Regions from separate parts of the Mus musculus genome. Here region 2 is linked to region 1. Evidence: chromatin contacts called from public promoter capture Hi-C data. All regions are on one chromosome and are shown on one strand. The core of a region is the stretch at or near the end of the contact, and the rest is flanking DNA. Distances in the headings are between cores, read along the strand shown.

What was found. Promoter capture Hi-C pulls out the DNA fragments that hold promoters and counts their contacts.
Region 2: a promoter capture Hi-C map of erythroid cells shows a contact between it and region 1, with 9 times the contacts expected there. The contact joins the promoter of Smdt1 here to the promoter of Rpl3 in region 1. A contact is called at or near these places in 1 of 39 promoter capture datasets (erythroid cells) and 1 of 484 Hi-C or Micro-C datasets (B cells).

Annotation. Positions count from the first base shown.
Region 1 is chr15:80,080,973-80,086,635 of GRCm38.p6, forward strand. Rpl3 (ribosomal protein L3) reads right to left here and starts at 2,434. Exons shown (of 10, transcript NM_013762.2): 1 at 2,352-2,434; 2 at 1,418-1,610; 3 at 643-811; 4 at 1-59. The coding sequence starts at 2,354. It overlaps Snord43 (small nucleolar RNA, C/D box 43), which reads right to left and starts at 1,934; the gene lies at 1,887-1,934. LOC115488570 (a small nucleolar RNA gene) reads right to left here and starts at 114; the gene lies at 60-114.
Region 2 is chr15:82,344,046-82,349,637 of GRCm38.p6, forward strand. It overlaps Smdt1 (single-pass membrane protein with aspartate rich tail 1), which reads left to right and starts at 2,001. Exons shown (of 3, transcript NM_026914.1): 1 at 2,001-2,224; 2 at 3,855-3,995; 3 at 4,798-5,017. The coding sequence starts at 2,039. The coding sequence ends at 3,992. It overlaps Pheta2 (PH domain containing endocytic trafficking adaptor 2), which reads left to right. Exons shown (of 2, transcript NM_177391.4): 2 at 1-1,665. The coding sequence ends at 16.

The DNA.
Region 1 (5,663 bases), core at 1,184-3,683:
CTGTGTCATCCTGCCATTTCTTACAGTACTTGGTGAAAGCCTTCTTCTTAGACTTGTGCCTTCAGGAGCAGAGCACAGTTGGGGGAGGGGCCCGGTGCAGGCCTTCATCACCCTTGCAACAGGTGAGAGGAAGGCAGACTGGCACCATTTGGGGATGGGGCTCATTGCCGGCTTCTAAGGAGCCTTTTCCACCGGCAAGCGGAGCCTGGATGAAGCTCATCGGGCAGAGCCGAGCGGAGCTGAGCAGAGGTCCACAGGTTAATATAAGCCACAAATATACACAACACACAACTCTTGCTCCAGGGCACCAGAACATCCCTTTATCTGGGGGCACATCTCATAGTAGTGGAAGTCAGGGGCTCAGGCCAGAGGCAGGGGACCTATCTAGTACAGACAAGGCCAGCATCCAAGCCTCAAAGGATTACCTCACACTAAGGCCCAGATGCAGGATGTCTTGTTTTCCAGCTTCCCTGCCACTTCAGTGTCAAAGCAACTCTAACACTTCTGCTAACCAGGACTGACCAGCACCCTCAAGGGTTAACAGTCAGCTTTTGGTTCAAAAAACCTTTGATCCAACTTCCTTCACTTTACATCCCAGCTCAGAGTGTCCCTTACTTCTAAGGGAACCCAAGAGCCTCTTACCAGTTCTTATAGAAGCGCCTTTTACACTCATCGCTGATGTGCTCAGCAAATACAGTCTTGAAGGTCCGGAGGCCTCGTGGGGTCTCAACATATCCCACAATGCCCACAACCACCATTGGGGGAGTTTCCACAATGGTCACAGCCTCCACGACTTCTTTCTTGTTCACCTCTGTGAAGACAAACAGGCATAAGCTTCAGTGGGAGCACAAATACCCCAGCACATACAAGCATCCATTTAGACAGAATGGCTGTCTCCGCATCAGAATACTGGGCCTTCCAGGACTGCTCTTCAGAACTGCGGGCTCTCCAACTGCAGCTTTTAACAATTGAGCCAAAGTTTCTAACCTCCACTTACTTTGCAAGGCTGCTAACAGGCACCATGCCAGGTGGTGACTATCACCACTGAAGTAGCAAAATGCCATGTGCTATCTAGACTGTCTCAAAGAGGAGCTTTATCACTAGTCTGGTTTCATGTCCAGAATACACTTGTTAAATGTGTCTACCTTTTCAGAGTACCTAGGGTTGATAACAGGCACTGGCATGGAAACAACCAACTACCCCAACAGGACTCTGCACAGGAATCTGTGTTAAATTTCGCTAGGCCAAAACACTTCTAGGCTCCCTTAGTGTGGGCACTACCACACTAAGTCAGGCTTTGTTCTAGACTTACCACAAAGCACCCCAGGATGAAGCTATTGTGCTCCTTTGGGAATTTACTGTAACTACAGGCAAAATTACACACAGCCCAAGTTGGACAAGGAAGTACTGTACATACTAGATCCTGGCCTGTCAACTTCCCGGACGATGTGGGTCATGCCAGCCTTGTAACCCAGAAAGGCTGTGAGGTGAACGGGCTTGGAAGCGTCATCCTTAGGGAAGCTCTTCACTTTCCCACGATGCCGGCTGCTGCGCTTGCGAGGCAGGAAGCCCAAGGACCCATGCCTGGGAGCTGAGAATTTCCTGTGAGACTGAGGTAAAGGGAGAGATCACAACATTGCTCTCAGTCTTCCAATCAAGCCCAAAGGAGGGTTCCACATTTAAAGGAATTGTATCAGAGGACAGACTGCAATAAGACTTCAGCTTAATGCTTTTAGTTTCCATGCCTTTCAAACACAAAACAGCTTAGTTATACTAAAACCTCGATGGGTGAACTTTCAAGAGTATCCCATGTGACTAAATGGCAACATGGCGTATCAAGATGGAGTCTAATGCAAGTCGGCCTCAAACACTCCCTCCTAAAGCCAAATCAGAACTTGACATTCAGCACAGAGTTTCTGTCCGCCCGTCAAAAGGTTCATCATTTGTGGCTTCTGAGAACTCTAGAGATGCACCTTCCACTCTTATAACATTCCAAAATGGAGACCCGACCCGATTTGCCAAATTTCTCCACTTAACCAATGCATTCCTAAAGACCTGGGCCATCCCTACCAGACTGACCACTACCCTCGAATTAAGCACAAAACAGCCCATTCCATAAGTCCCTTAGGATTACGCTGATATCAAATGGGTCGCACACAGGCCCAGGCCGGTCCCACACACATCCTCCGTAAGGCCGTTAAGGTCCCTGAATTTCCGGACGGTCGCGGCCCTCACATCGATCCCCTATTACATCCTTTCAGGATTGGCGAGCCAGGGATGGCGCCGATGGGAGGTGAATACAAGCCAGGCCCACAGGAGACCAAGTTAGAAGGCAGCATGGCCATACGTACCATCTCGCCGCCACACGCCGCAGATAGAGAGCGACCAGGAGCCAGTGCAGGCTATATAAAGCCAAGTGATGGCTCCGCCCCCTGAGCGTGCGAACGTGTTGACGCATAGGCGTCGGGTCGAAGGGCGCGCATCGAATGTCATTTTACACACATTTTTCCCGCCCACTAGGATTGACAAATAGGGTCTACGGAGAATGATTGGGTTCAAGCTTAGCGAAACGCCTCGTCGACGCTGAGGTTTAGAATGTAAAGAACTACGGCGTTCTGCAGCAGCCAAATTTCATGATAATGAAGAAAAATGGAGGCATTGTGCTTCCTCTCACTTCTAGAACGGAATCACACAGGGCTAGTCCCACACAGCAACGAAAACAACGGCGTTGAAGCAGGCTTAGTGTGAGACAACTGACTGCGTTGTTCTCGTGAGCTCTTAAGATAGACTGAATGAAACTGCTCTTTTACCTAACCAGTGATTTTGATGTGATCACCAACATTGCTCTCAGTCTTCCAATCAAGCCATGCCTTTAATGCGCCATGATTTCGGGCACATCTCCCTCAAGTCCTGTCTCTGCCAATTCAGTCTCCAGATGTCATGTCCCGTTCATATTTTGTTCTTAATTTCAGATTTACAAATGTGTGAGGTTCCCCCCCCCCCGTGTGTACGAATGTGCGCCACGGGCGTGCGTGACATTTTCAGAAGTCAAACCGGGCTGGAGAGATGGCTCAGCAGTTAAGAACACCAACTGCACTTCCAGAGGTCCTGAGTTAAATTCCCAGTGACCACATGGTGGCTCATAGCCACCTGTACTGGGATTCGATGCCCTCTTCTGATGTGTCTGGAGACAGCGACAGTGTACTCATATACATAAAATAAAAATAAATCTTTAAAAAAAAATAAGGGCTTGAGAGATAGCTCAATGGTTAAGAGCACTGACTGTTCTTCCAGATATTCTGAGTTCAATTCCCAGCAACGATATTGTGGCCTATAACCATCTGTAATGGGATCAGGTGACCTCTATACTCATATATACACTAAATAAATAAATCTAAAAAAAAAAAAAAAAAAAGTCAAAATAGTGTCAGATCCCCCTGGACCGTTGTTAATGCTGTGAACTAGACCTGGGTCCCGTGGGATGACAAGTTTTCTTAACTTCTGAACCATCTCTCCAGATCAAGATTCTTAATGAATTTATTTTTCGAACAGCAACATAGGTTTATTAAAATTTAAAAAATAATTTCTGAAAGTGGAGGAGCGCCACTTAAGAATATCTTAAATAAGCTCTTTTTAATTTTATATTTATGAGTGCTTTCCTCATTTATGCACGTGCACCACATATGTGCAGTACCGGGGAGATTTGAAGAGAGTATGGAACCCTCTGGAACTGGAGTTACAGATGGTTGTTGTGCTGGGAACCAAACCTTGGTCCTCTGCAAGAGCCCTTAATTCCTAAGACGTCCCTCCAGTCCCAAAAGAAGAATTATTTTTTCTTCCTTTTTTTTTTTTTTTTTTTTTTTTTTAGACAGGGTTTTTCTGTGAAGCCTTGGCTGTCCTGGAACTCACTCTGTAGACCAGGCTCCAGGCTGCCCTCGAACTCAGAGATCTGCCTGCCTCTGCGTCCCAAGTGCTGGGATTAAAGGCGTGCGCCACCACCGTCCTGGCTTTCTTTTCTTTTCTTTTCTTTTTTTTTAAGATTTATTTCTTTTTTATTTAGGTGTGAACACTGTCACTGTCTTCAGACACACCAGAACAGGGCATTGGATTTCATTACAGATGGTTGTGAGCCACCATGTGGTTGCTGAAAATTGAACTCAGGACCTCTGGAAGAGCAGTCAATGCTCTTAACCACTGAGCCACCTCTCCAGCCCTTCTTTCCTTCCCTCTTTCTTTTTTTTTTTTTAATTTATCTATTTTTATTTTATGTGCATCAGTATTTTGTCTGCACATATGTCTGTGTGAGGCTGTCAGAGCTTGGAGTTACAGACAGTTGTAAGCTGCCATGTGTAAGATTTTGAGTAGGAGCCGGGCATGGTGGCACACACCTTTAGTCCCAGCACTTGGGAGGCACAGGTGAATTTTGAGACCAGCCTTGTCTACAAAATGAGTTCCAGGACAGCCAGGGCTACACAGAGAAACCCTGTCTTGAAAAACCAAGAAACAAACAAACACAACAACAACAAAAAGTAACACCAGCCTTTTGGGAATCAGGTTTTGATCTTTGATCCTGTTCTCTGTCCACAAATACTTCCTGGCCATGTGGCAGTTCTCAAGCTCTTTGGTTCTGTCCTGTCTTCAAGGCAGCCTCCTTTAACAATTTAGAATAAGGACAGGTAAGTTGGTGCAATTTTGGTAAGAGAGGCTGCAGGGTCAGTGGATCAAAGGTATCCTTGATTACTACATGAGACTAGGGAAAACTCATAAACTGATTCTAAAATATATTTAGAAAAAATCAAGTCGGGGCTGGAGAGATGGCTCAGTACTTAAGAGCACTGACTGCTCTTCCGAAGGTCCTGAGTTCAAATCCCAGAAACCACATGGTGGCTCACAACCATCTGTAATGAGATCTGATGCCCTCTTCTGGGGTGTCTGAAGACAGCTACAGTGTACTTACATGTAAGAAATAAATAAATCTTAAAAAAAAAAAAAGAAAAGAAAAGAAAAGAAAAGAAAAAATCAAGTCTTCAAGCCATGTATAGGGCCACATGTCTTTAATTTCAGCACTTAGGAGGCAGAGCAAGCAGATCTCTGTGAGTTCAAGGCCAACCTGATCTACGTAGGTAGTTATAAGTCAGACAAGGCTATATAATGAGACCCTGACTCAAATAAAATTTAAAATTAACGCCTTTAGAAAATTAGAACTGCCGGCCGGGCGTGGTGGCACACGCCTTTAATCCCAGCACTCCGGGGGCAGAGGCAGGCAGATTTCTGAGTTCGAGGCCAGCCTGGTCTACAAAGTAAGTTCCAGAACAGCCAGGGCTATACAGAGAAACCCTGTCTTGAAAAACCAAAAAAAAAAAAAAAAAGAAAGAAAGAAAGAAAGAAAGAAAAAAAAATTAGAACTTTGGGGCTAGAAATTTGGCTCAGTTGGTATAATATTTGCTTAGCCTGCATGAAGCCCTTCGTTTGATACAAAAGTCCAGGCATCTGGCATAGACCTTCTATTCTTTCTTCCCGAGAGAGACAAAATGGAACCAGGGAGATGCAGACCCACAGAACAGCCATAAAGAGAAAGCACAGACCTCTAGGTATTGTACCATAGCAACTTCTTCCCAGATGAAACATTCTGTCCTGCAAGGAGGTTCCTGAGACTCAGAAAG
Region 2 (5,592 bases), core at 751-3,250, 2.3 Mb after region 1:
ACAGAATAGGCCCTGAGCCAGAGCCCTTTAAGCTATGGCCCTGTCCTGCTGGTCAGGATGCCGGGGTCAGAACGTCAGGGGTTAAATATTTACTCATTTACCAGGTTGCTCTGTGTGTGTGTGTGTGTGTTCCCCTGCTCTGTAGACTTTCTCTAGCTTCCAGATCCTCCCCTCTCGCTGGCATGAACTGAAGAATCATGGCTCCCTACTTATTTTCTGAGGTCTAGAAAGGCCAGGTGGTTGATGGGAAGATAATATAATTCAGGAAGTGGGGCTCTGCTCTCTAGCCATAAAGTCCAACACAAGAAGTCTTGGGCATCTCCATGCCAGAGGTGACAGGAAGTGGCTTGAAGACTGACATCGTTGTAGCTTGGGCAGGGCTCTCTGTAGGAGAAGGTCTTTAGGTGCTAAAGAGGGATTTGTTCTCTCTCCCGCTGCTGCCCTGTCCATGTATAGTGCTGGACATTGCCCGCAGGGAGGCAGGCAGCCTTTTATATAGAAGACCTGACCTGTCGTCATGGCAACTTGTAGGGACTCTTGTTACCTAGCCCGCTTGTTCCTAAGGCTTGTCTGCTGAGGGCTCTCATAGCTACTCTGTCCCGTGTCATTCCAAGTATCTTTTTCTTTAGCTCTAAGGTCAGATGGCTAGGTCTACAGAGCCAGAAACCAGGCCCGTCTGTCCCCTTTATATAGATGTAGTGACAGTGGCTGTGGCTCAATAGAGATGTATACCGTTCCCAAACAAAATTGGACTCTTCCTGACCTCCCTCCTTTCCCTATCTGGGGCCTTGGGCCAGCCTGACCCAAATCCAACAAGGCCTAAAGGCTGGATTTTGCCTCCAGGAGACTGAGTTCCATGGTTCCTCTGGTCAGGGCTATGTTTCTCAAGCCTGCTTGTAACCTCATAGCCAGCTGCCCTCACTGTACACACAGGTACCTTTGCTAAGTTTCTTGTCACAGTAGTTAGTGTTTGCTCTTTTAATAGTTTTGGTTTTTGGAGACCAAGTCTTTGTAGCCCACGCAGGTCTGGAACTCCTTAGCATGGCAATCTGCTGGGATTATAGATAGGAGTGCCACACCTCACTTGGTTTTGGTGTTTGTTTTGCAGCAGGACCTGGTGGAAGGCCTGTTAGCCTCCCCTCCCCCCTTCCCTTTATAACCAGAACGGTAAAGTTCCCCGGTTGGTAGCAAAGAGGTGGAGGAGGATCAGGAGTTCAAAAGCATCCTTGACAACACCGCGAGTTTTTTGGCTAGATTGGGCTATGTGTGAGACCCTCTCAGAAAGTTAATTTTGGTTATTACAATCAACGTGTTTACAAATGAAGAATCAGGAGCCTGAGTTGCAAAGCTGGTGTCTGAGGCTAACAATTGAGTCCAAGAACCTGGCTTGGTGGTATGACCTCCATCAGGCCAATCCGTCTATTTGTTTGTTCCCTAGATCTGTAGGGGAAGCCCGCTGTCCACTGCACCCATTGTACCAATGTCCACAGAAACCATGAGCTATTTATTGTTAACTTGATTTTTTTCGCCGCACTACGTAGCTCCGGCTGTCCTGGAACTTACTGGATTTGAACTCACAGAGATCCTCCTGCCTCTGCATCCCAAGTAGTGTAAGATTAAAGGTGTGCGCCACTTCGCCCAGCTTTTTGTTAACTTTTTGTTACCTTAAAAAAAAAAAAAAAATATATATATATATATATATATATATATATATAAATTCAGATACCAAGTAGAGTTTTTCATTACACATTCTGGTTCCTTAATTCAAGTCTTCCCGAGGTGAGGGGCGGGAACACCTACAAAGGGAGCCCTGGCGGCCCCGCCCTCTGGAGTCCGGGAGGGGCGTCCTTCTCCTGACGTCACTACGTCGTCCGGGCGCCGAGGACTTTCCCACCGGCATACGAATGCGTGCTCTGCGCAGGCGGGAGGGCGGTGCTTCCCGTGTGTGTCACGAGTCTCGCGAGTTTTGGAGAAAGTTTCTGCCAGAGGCCGCCTTGGATGCGTGGGGTGTGGCTCCCGGCGAGGGGCGGAGCTGGAGATGGCGTCCACGGCGGCTCGGCGGCTGGCCTGGGTTGCAGTTCGACCCGGGGCTCTCTGGAGCGGGCCGAGGGGGAGGAGAGGTGGCGATGTCTACACCGTACCGGGCAGCTCAGGTCTCAGCCAGGTACCGTCGAGGTCAGTCATCGTCACTCGCAGCGGCGCCATTTTGCCCAAGCCGGTGAAAGTGAGTGTCTGTCTTGAGGCGGGACGAAGGGATTGAGGCCGGTGATTGGGGGAGTGCATGTGACCTGTCCTGATTGACAGGCGCAGAGGCCAATCATAGTATTGGCATAGACTGGGGACCGGACATAGGACTCAATTTGTGCAGCTGGGTTTTGCTGACTTTGACAGGTGGAGGAAAATGTTTCCATAAAACTCACTGTTAAGCTGGGTTCCTGGACACAGAAGCTGGAAGGCAGCAGCGAAATGTGCAATTTCTTATCTTGAGGGACATAATGACCTATTTCTTCAGGGTCAGAAGAAAGGCTTTGTGTCGATTTATACAAGTCATGCAATCTCTGCCTCAAAGGTGATGGGATAAAACAATCCTGAGAGCTGGAGAGATGGCTCAGAGCTTAGGAACTCTGCTCTTCCAGAGGACCCAGGTTTAACTCCCATCACCACAGGACAGCTACAACTATCAGTAACTTCAAGATCTGACATCTTCGCATAGTCATACACGAGGAGGCAAAATACCAATGCACATAGAATAAATTACTGAAAGAGTGGGAAGGGAATGCGGAAGTAATATACTTAGTAAAAAGGAAATGAAGGAGAACGGATAGGGGGATGTGGGAGCAGGACCTTCTGTGCTGAGGAATGTGTAGGTTTTACAGATGAAGTCAGGGCAGAGCCCTGAAGCCAGCATCCAAAGCTAGGAGTTAGGTCTTGACAACCAGAGACCACATCCTGGTTTTTCCATACTTGAACTCTTGTCACTTGCCCTCGGTACCCCAAAGGAAAAATGGGAAGTCTCTTATACCAAAGGTGTGCTTTTTGACGGCATGGCCGTATGGAGTCGAAGGGAAAACAAAAGTCTTTAGAGCAAGCCTGAGCGGTAGCAGTTGACCCCAGTCAGGGTTCCAGCGAGAAGCAAAAATGTGCAGCTGCTGTATAAAAAGTCACAGCTAGGGGAAGCAGGAAGCTAATACCGGTGAAATCTCATTGGCATTCCTTCCGTCCATGTTGCCTTTGCGAGCTTTTAACATTAATTGTGAAGCAAGGTTGCTCAGCAGCAGGAGCCAGCTAAAAGAGAAGGAGGTGAGAGGCCCCATCAGTGCACACACCTCCTCCTAACTCGAGTTTTATTTATGTGTATGCATGTTTTGCCTGCATGTATGTCTGTGTAGCACTTAAGTGCCACATGCCCACAAATGCTAGAAGAGACTGTGCCATATTGGAGCTGGAGTTACTTGCGTGTGAGAGGCCACGTGGGTGCTGAGAACCAGGTCCTGTAGAAGTGCTGTCAGTGCTCCTCACCACTGGGCCATCCCTCCAGCCCCGGAACTCACTTTTGGGTGGAGAGAGCTGGTTAGAGCCCAGCCAGCCTAGTGTTCTCACCTAACTTTGTATGGTTCTTGCAAGGAATTAGGTTTGGCCCCTAATTTTGAGTTGCTTAGTTTCCTAAATTTAGTTTAGCTTTATGTTTTTCTTTCTGATATCCATTTTGGTGGCCATAAAACTCACTTTGTCTCTTCGTTGCTCTGAGTTTCTTCAAAGACTTTAAAAATCGAGTGGTGTGGGGATCAGTAGTCCATTGGAGGCTTGGGCGCAGCCACTGGTCTCCCGGAGTGCACCCATTCTTCTCTCTGCAGATGTCCTTTGGTCTTCTCCGAGTGTTCTCCATTGTGATCCCCTTTCTCTATGTCGGGACACTCATCAGCAAGAACTTCGCTGCTCTGCTTGAGGAACATGACATTTTTGTCCCAGAGGATGACGACGACGACGATTAACAGGTAATCCTTGCCCTTCTTGTAAATGGGCAGAAGCAGCAGGCGGATGATCTGCTCTGTGGTGCTCTGGCCTGCGGCACCATCTGAACCCTCAGGGCAGGAGCAGCAGTGGGTTCACCACTCGAGACTTACTCTCTCTCATGTTGGATGACTTACACTCCCACTAGGTTAAGGTCCTCAGTGGCCTTCTCATTGTCCTTGATGGACTTCAGTCAACTGACATTCTCTTAATGTGCTTTTTATTTCATGAAGTCATGCAATCTCTGCCTCAGAGATGGAGGGATAAAACAGCAAATGATGGAGGAGAGGAAAGGGAATGCAGAAGATACCAGTAAGGAGATGGGCAAAGGGTGATCCAGGAAGGCATACCACAGGAACTCTCACTTCCTACTTTACATTGTTAAAGCTGCTTTGTATGGTTTCTCCTCCTCCCCCGCTGTTTCTTGAGTTACCCACATCCTTACCCATCTCCAAGTATTGGCCCATCCTCCTTCCACCGTGTAATCCTGTCATCTTCCTTTACCCTATTTGGAAGTGACTGCTGCTAAAGCCTGGTGTGGGATCTTGAGCTTTTGTGATCCCAGCACTGCAGAAGTAGAGGCACAGCTCAGGGGTTAACAGGAGAACTTATCTCAGAAAACAGAAATGCCCCAGGCCTGGTGGCACACAGCAGTAATCCCAGCACCGGGGAGGTGGAGGCAGGAACACCAGAACTTCAAGATCCTCCTTGGCTACAGTGGGCTTGAGACTACTCTGGGCTGTGCGAGGCTGTCTTACAAGTGACTGATGCACGCCTTTCTTACAGGGCACAGGGAGCACAGGAGAAAGCACTGATGATGTGGTGGCATGCTCAGCTCCCTCCCGTCGGCAGAAGGGTCAAGGAAAGCCCTCAGCCTCACCTCCTCATGGTTTGTGACAAGAGCCCAGAGTCCTGTGCTTTGGGAGGCTCCCTCACGGCTGTCCACAGAGTACTGGAAATAACAAGCAAGCAAATTAGGAGTGTATAATAAATGAGTCATGTATGATGAGAGGTCGTCCCCATTTCTCACTCCCAGCAGGCTTGGTTGCACTTTATTGTCTCTTCCGTGTCCAAGAAGCACCTGGTGTAGAGCCAGGACATCCAGGCTATTGTACAACCACAGAGGCAATTGAGGAGGACTGAGATCTTTCCTTTAAAATGATTAACTATGTATCTGTTTTCAGGTGCTCTAGGAGGCAGCATTCCCCCTAAAGCTGGAGTTAAAGGTTATTATGAATCCCTTGATGTGGGTGCTGGGAACTAACTCTGGTCCTCTGCAAGAGCAGCAAGTGCCCTTAACCACTGAGCCATCTTTCCACACACACCCTCCTCTGACTTGAAATTTTTCTACTTTCCATAAGTTCAGGAGAAACTTGCTTCAAAGCCACTTAGGCCTGGAAGGGTTGCCATGTGCTGAACATGCAAAGCTTTGTTAACTGCTTAGCAGAATATTTGATAACACTTGGGCCCCTGGGGGGGGGGGCGGGGAGGATCCCTGGTGCTGTGGGGTCATTCAGTAATTAAACCCCAATACTGTGAGTGCCTTTCTTCAGCATTCAGGACTGTCCAGGGAAGAAGGTC